2 separate regions of the Mus musculus genome follow, and region 1 is linked to region 2. A link is a contact called in public promoter capture Hi-C data. All regions are on one chromosome and are shown on one strand. Each heading gives the region's core, a stretch centred on a gene start, on an enhancer-like site or on the middle of the called end of the contact. The rest is flanking DNA. Distances are from core to core; before and after follow the strand shown.

Region 1 (2,700 bases), core at 6-2,505, 270 kb after region 2:
TTTTTCCCCTACTGCAATCCTGTCAGGTTGCCCCAGGTGAACACAGTGTGTGTCAAGACACAGTGTGTGTCAAGAGAAGGGCCGAGAAAGGCAGCCTGCTGCCTAAGAGGGAGGGGGACAGGCTGCTTCTCTGCTCCATGGTCCATTTTGACCATCTTTATCCTCAGTCCGGGACTCTATACAATAGCATTTGCATCTACATTAAACGGTCTGACCCCCAAGGTAATACTGAGTCAGATCTGATGCCCTCAAAGGCAGTGAGGTTCAGGGTGCTCTTAGGAAAGGCCAAGTAGCTGTGGCAGTGACTGAGATGCTTGTCAAGCAAGCCTGTCAAACCGAGTTAGGATCCCCAAACCCAAACAGAAGCTGAATACAGAAACACAAGGGTCCGTCACTATAGACCAGGAGACCTGAGGCTGAAAGAATACGAATGTGAAGCTTGTAGGCCCTGTGTGTACAGCAGCAAACCACAAGAGACTGTCTCAAATAAGATGGAAAGCCAGCATCAACACTTAAGGCTGTTTCCTCTGATTGTCATGTATGTATCTATATTCATACACGCTAACGTGCATACACACACACACATTATATACACAGAGAAAAGAAAAACCCAAGCAGTGGGAGACCAAGATGATTCTGAGGTGGGGACCATACGGACAGGCCAGAACGATGACTGCTAAAGAACTGTGGTGTTCAAAGGGGAGGGGCCCAGAAGGTGAACTCTGGGGGGCTGGGAAGTTCAAAGGGAGGCCATGATCAGCACGCGCTGTTCCACCAGCTCCTGGCACATAAGAGCTAGGGAGCAGCACCCAAATCTAGAAAATGACACAAAGGATACCCTGCAAAAGGAGAAGTTATGAGACATTTTATGTGATGGTAGAAGACAAGACGAAGATGAAATTTCATTTAAAAGATTCCCTGGAAGCCAAGATACTTTCCGGTTGTCCCTAAACTCCCCATAAGACTGGGGCTGAGGCCAGGCCCTCTGTGGCTTCAGACAAGGCCTACACCTGGGCAGTGAGTCACGGGGTCACGGGGTCAGTCCTGCCTGCGGTAAGAATGATGTTTCTAGGTCAGGAACTGCCAGGGCGCAAGGTTCCACTGTTTCTGGATTCTTGGCTCAACTCTATGAATTGAAGCACTTTAAAGATTCAAAAAGCCATCCTCCGGTGAAAATCGCTCACTGTGCCCTAGAGGACAGTGACCCCCAAGCCGCTGACGGCAGCCTCGCCTGGGCTGACTTTGCCCCTAACCTCCATGTTTACACTCCAGTACTCCGCCTCTCAAGCAAATCAGGCTTTCCGCGGGCTGAGGGGCTCGGCTGTGACTCACCTGCCTCTGCCTACAGCTCACGTGACACCACAGAACTGAGCAACCGCTAACAGGACTGTCCAGCTTCCACCTGCATTCAGAGGCTAACAGGCAGGTGGGTGGGAGGCAGTGAGGCTGGGAGGTGGGAGGGACTTGCCCAAGAAGCAAAAGCCATGGAGGCTGGGGGTGGGGGTGGGGCGTCGAATGATTCTCCAGGAATGGGAGCATTCTGGATACTTCCTGGAAGTCTTTCCTGCTGCTTCAGGCTATTTTTATAGCTGCCTCCTGGGTGCCGGAAGTTAGGGACCCCCTACTCTTGTGATAATACAAGGTTGATGCTTGGGATTCAGAAATGGTTGGATTCTCCAAGGATCTTTTCATGCTCAAGGAGCAGAGCTGTGGAGCCCAGGGGCCCTAAAGCCATCCCTAGAACTCTGGCAGTTCCTCCTCCAAGGAGGAGTGCTTTAGGAGTGATAGAAAAGCGATGGAGCATCGTTAGGCCTGGGAACACCATCTCCTGCACGCTCTAACTATTAAAAAGAAATACCTGCAAGGAGTCCCTTGGGACTGGGGTGCAAGGAAGGGGCAGGGGTTCCAGACACATTGCCGCATGGTACAGCAGCCACTCCCTGCTCCTCCTCCTCCTCCTGGTCTTTGTCCCTAGAGGTGGACAGACGTGGTGTAGCCAGCAACTGGCCAGGCACACAGCCATTAGAACCTTCCCCTCTCACCACTTCTCTTCTTGAGTACCCATCCCTGGCTGGCTACTTGGCATATGCTTGGGATGCTCTCTGAGAAGCCCAGAGCCCTGTGGAAGATCTGATTAGCATTAAGGAGTCCTGGGTGGTGAGTGACCACCTGTGTGTGCTCAGGACAGGGTCTTTGGGCCTGGTTTGCAATGTAAAACATGGCAGGGCTGGGTTGGTAATTGCCACTCCAAAGCCCATTGCTCAGCCAGGGAAATCTGGGTTTGTCTGGAGAAGCTGGGAGGTGGACTCAGAAGGGGTCAGGAGCATGGGCAGTGCACAATACCGGTTTCGTGAATCTTAGTCCCAGCAGTGGTAGTGGGAGGGCTCTCCGTAGTGGTGGTGGTGGTGGTGGCGGCAGTGGTTGTAGTAGTTGTGGCAATGGTGGTGGCGACGGTGGTAGGTACGACGGTTGGAATGATGGGAACTGTTGTGGCTTCACTGGTGGCAGCAAGGGCAGTAGCATCAGTACTGCTCACAAGGCCTGTGGTACCCACAGTAGTCGGGGGCAACGTGGGAGGAGCTAAGAGGGAAGTGTGAAACAACCGAGTCTGGTTGGTCTGGTAGCACACAGCTAGTACATCTGGCCCCCACGTGCAAGGCAGGCAGCCCAGTGGTGAGATGGGCTCAGAAGTCAGAAGCC
Region 2 (2,700 bases), core at 48-2,547:
AGGGCGCACAGAGAGCAGACTGGTTGAGCCTTTTCTATTTTCACAGACTACTCAGAGTGGAGAGGCAAGCTGGCAGAAGATAGGGCACTAAACTAGCTATACAGTTTCCATGGACCGTCCGAACTTAGAGAAGGCTGATTCCCGGTGGATGGTCTCTGGCTACAGAGAGCTCCAAGACAAGGAGATACCAGTTATTCCCTCTGAAAAGATTCAAAGGGCAAACAGAAGTAGGAAAATGGGCAGAGAGTAGTTTTTTTTTTAATTTGATAATTGAGGACGTAGTCCTCTTTGATCCTCTGCCAAGTCCTAAAGATACAGCTAGAGATGAGGTCCTGCAGATGAGGGAGGGATGCCTGCCCGGAATAGCTAGAATTAGGGAAGTCCTCTTGTCCTGTACTCTTTCCCTATAGGCCAGTATCTGAATTCCAGGCTTTCTTGCCAGCTGTGTGGCAGAAGTAAACTCACTTTCTACATCGGAAAGGGGGGTCTGGACATAGCCTTCCAGGCCCCTTAAATGCAGCCAAATCTTATGCCCAACCTCCTGCTCTTTTGAAAAAAAAAAAAAATCCACTGGGAGGAAACCCTGGGACCAAGACACTCCTTACAGATTTAGGAGCTCGTGGATGTAAGTCCTTGGAATGTGATGTGCTTTTTTCACAATTTATGGAGATCCACAAGGCCACCACATCTTGAGGGAATCCACGCAACCCTACAAAGTAAGGATTTCCCAGGCCTGTTGGATTCCAGAATCCAATTAAGGTTGGTGGAATCCAAGCAGAGTGAACATGGAGTCAGGACAGCTCTCTACCAGTGCTTAGCTGGCGTCAGTCTCCAACCCATTCCATCTCCCTATTCACTTTCTCCTTTATGGACCTCAAGAAGTTATCAAAAGGCTTTTCAGATTTTGAGCTTGGAAGAAACAATTTACTGCATGTGGAGAAATACTTCGGGACTTTCTAGTGCCCTTAGATTGTCCCTTGCCAACCGAGAACACAGCACAATAGCACAAGGTTGGCGTCATTCAGAGACTAAAGCAATTCAGAGAGCCTTCAATCCTAAAGACTGGCACTTCGGTATTAATTCGGCTCTGCCTCCATTCTCGCATTCCTGGGCCTCGGGTCCAAGTGGGCGGGGCCCCATTCACACCTTTCCGCGCCTAGCCAAGGGGAGGAACGGGGCAGGAGAGGGTGAACCAATGCGAGAGGTTTTGGTCACGAGCCGCCGGCAAGTCGGCCAATGGGACGCAGGGGCGTGGTCAGGACATTCCCCCTCGAAACGTTTTATAGCAATTCGGAACGCGGGGCTTTCTAGCGTGCTCGGGTGCGGCTGTGACCTCTGAGCCCGCGGCTCAGCGCGCGCTGCTACTGCTGCCCGACCCACTCCACCTCGCGGTCCCCGCACCATGGAGTCGGTGGCCTTACTCCAGCGCCCGAGCCAGGCTCCCTCGGCCTCCGCCCTGGCCTCGGAGAGCGCCCGGCCGCTGGCGGACGGGCTCATCAAGTCGCCTAAACCTCTGATGAAGAAGCAGGCGGTGAAGCGGCACCATCACAAACACAACCTGCGGCACCGCTACGAGTTCCTGGAGACGCTGGGCAAGGGCACCTACGGGAAGGTGAAGAAGGCACGAGAGAGCTCGGGGCGTCTGGTGAGTGTCCCTCGCGGCTCCCGGCTCTCGGGAGCTCACAGCGCGTCCCTTGCGGTGTCCTCGGCTGCGTTGCCAGGCGCGCGCATTTTAGATGTGTCTGTCCGTGGTTTTCAGGACAGTGCTCATCTGTCCTGAACCTTAGCTTCACTAGATGCCTGTAGTTTGAGAAGACGGAGCTTAACTTGAATTTTGACGGGAACAAACGTCAACAGAGTAGAATGGAAGGAGGAAGTTGAAAGCACCAGTTCTTAGTAGATGGATGAGGTGTGGAGATCTTTAACTCTGACTTGACACTTTGGGGCCTTTCCAGCCGAAATGAAGCTAAGTTTGGTTGGGATAGGTTTTTATTCTGGGAAATGTAAAAGCAGGCCCAAATGTCAGGTCCACTCCCAGCACTCCAGCCACATCTTTGGATGTGAGGCCTTTGGGGAACTTGCCCTTTTGATTTACGCATGTGTAATCGTAATAATAATCCGTAACTCTGAGCAAGTTCCTCCATCTCTGTTTTCTGTTTCCCCTTCTGCAAAAATAGAGAGAACACAGCCTGTCTCACAAGCTGCTTGGAAAAAATAAGATATAAATGTGAATGCACTTGAGCCCTGATCACAGATCCTGTGTTGAGAATGAATACTCCTATCTGGAAACCTCCCCTTGGAAGGACAGCAAATTTACCAAAAGTTACACAACAATGTTTCTTCCACTCTAGTTCAGTGGGCCTGAGTATTAGCTGGCTACTTGTTTAAAATGTGCAGTCTCTCATTTTCCACCAAGGGAACTATTTTATAAAAGGTCTATAATTCACATTTTCGCAAGGCTCAGAGCAGGTGGTTTAGGGAGAACATTTGGCAGGTCCAGTGGATGCTGTTTGTAAGGGGGTGTGTATGTACAGCCATCATTTGCCCTATTGACTATGGGAATGGTCCCCTCCCCTAATTGTTTGCTTTTGCAGCCAGTAGCTGGTTTGAAATTCAAGAAGTCATTTCATTGGTGAAGGAGAGTGGATGTTGGAGAAAGGAGTGGATTATAACCCCATCAATAGGAGCAAGTATGTTTTT

What was found. Promoter capture Hi-C pulls out the DNA fragments that hold promoters and counts their contacts.
Region 1: a promoter capture Hi-C map of liver shows a contact between it and region 2, with 4 times the contacts expected there. The contact joins the enhancer-like site here to the promoter of Nuak2 in region 2. A contact is called at or near these places in 4 of 39 promoter capture datasets (the 3T3-L1 cell line, liver and stem cell-derived epiblast-like cells), 8 of 484 Hi-C or Micro-C datasets (the Ba/F3 cell line, the G1E-ER4 cell line, the P5424 cell line and 3 more), 3 of 115 datasets of contacts at active chromatin or transcription factors (embryonic midbrain, epiblast stem cells and pancreatic cancer cells) and 1 of 9 other capture datasets (embryonic stem cells).

Annotation. Positions count from the first base shown.
Region 1 is chr1:132,585,731-132,588,430 of GRCm38.p6, forward strand. It overlaps Nfasc (neurofascin), which reads right to left. Exons shown (of 30, transcript NM_182716.4): 25 at 2,344-2,580. Among named protein-coding and RNA genes, the nearest start is that of Gm51646, 39 kb to the left of the region's middle. Within about 2 kb of position 1,256, at least 27 of the 459 cell types and tissues checked have an H3K27ac peak or open chromatin away from gene starts, as enhancers often do. A contact at or near this core is called in liver, where this site is marked.
Region 2 is chr1:132,314,828-132,317,527 of GRCm38.p6, forward strand. It overlaps Nuak2 (NUAK family, SNF1-like kinase, 2), which reads left to right and starts at 1,298. Exons shown (of 7, transcript NM_028778.4): 1 at 1,298-1,645. The coding sequence starts at 1,403.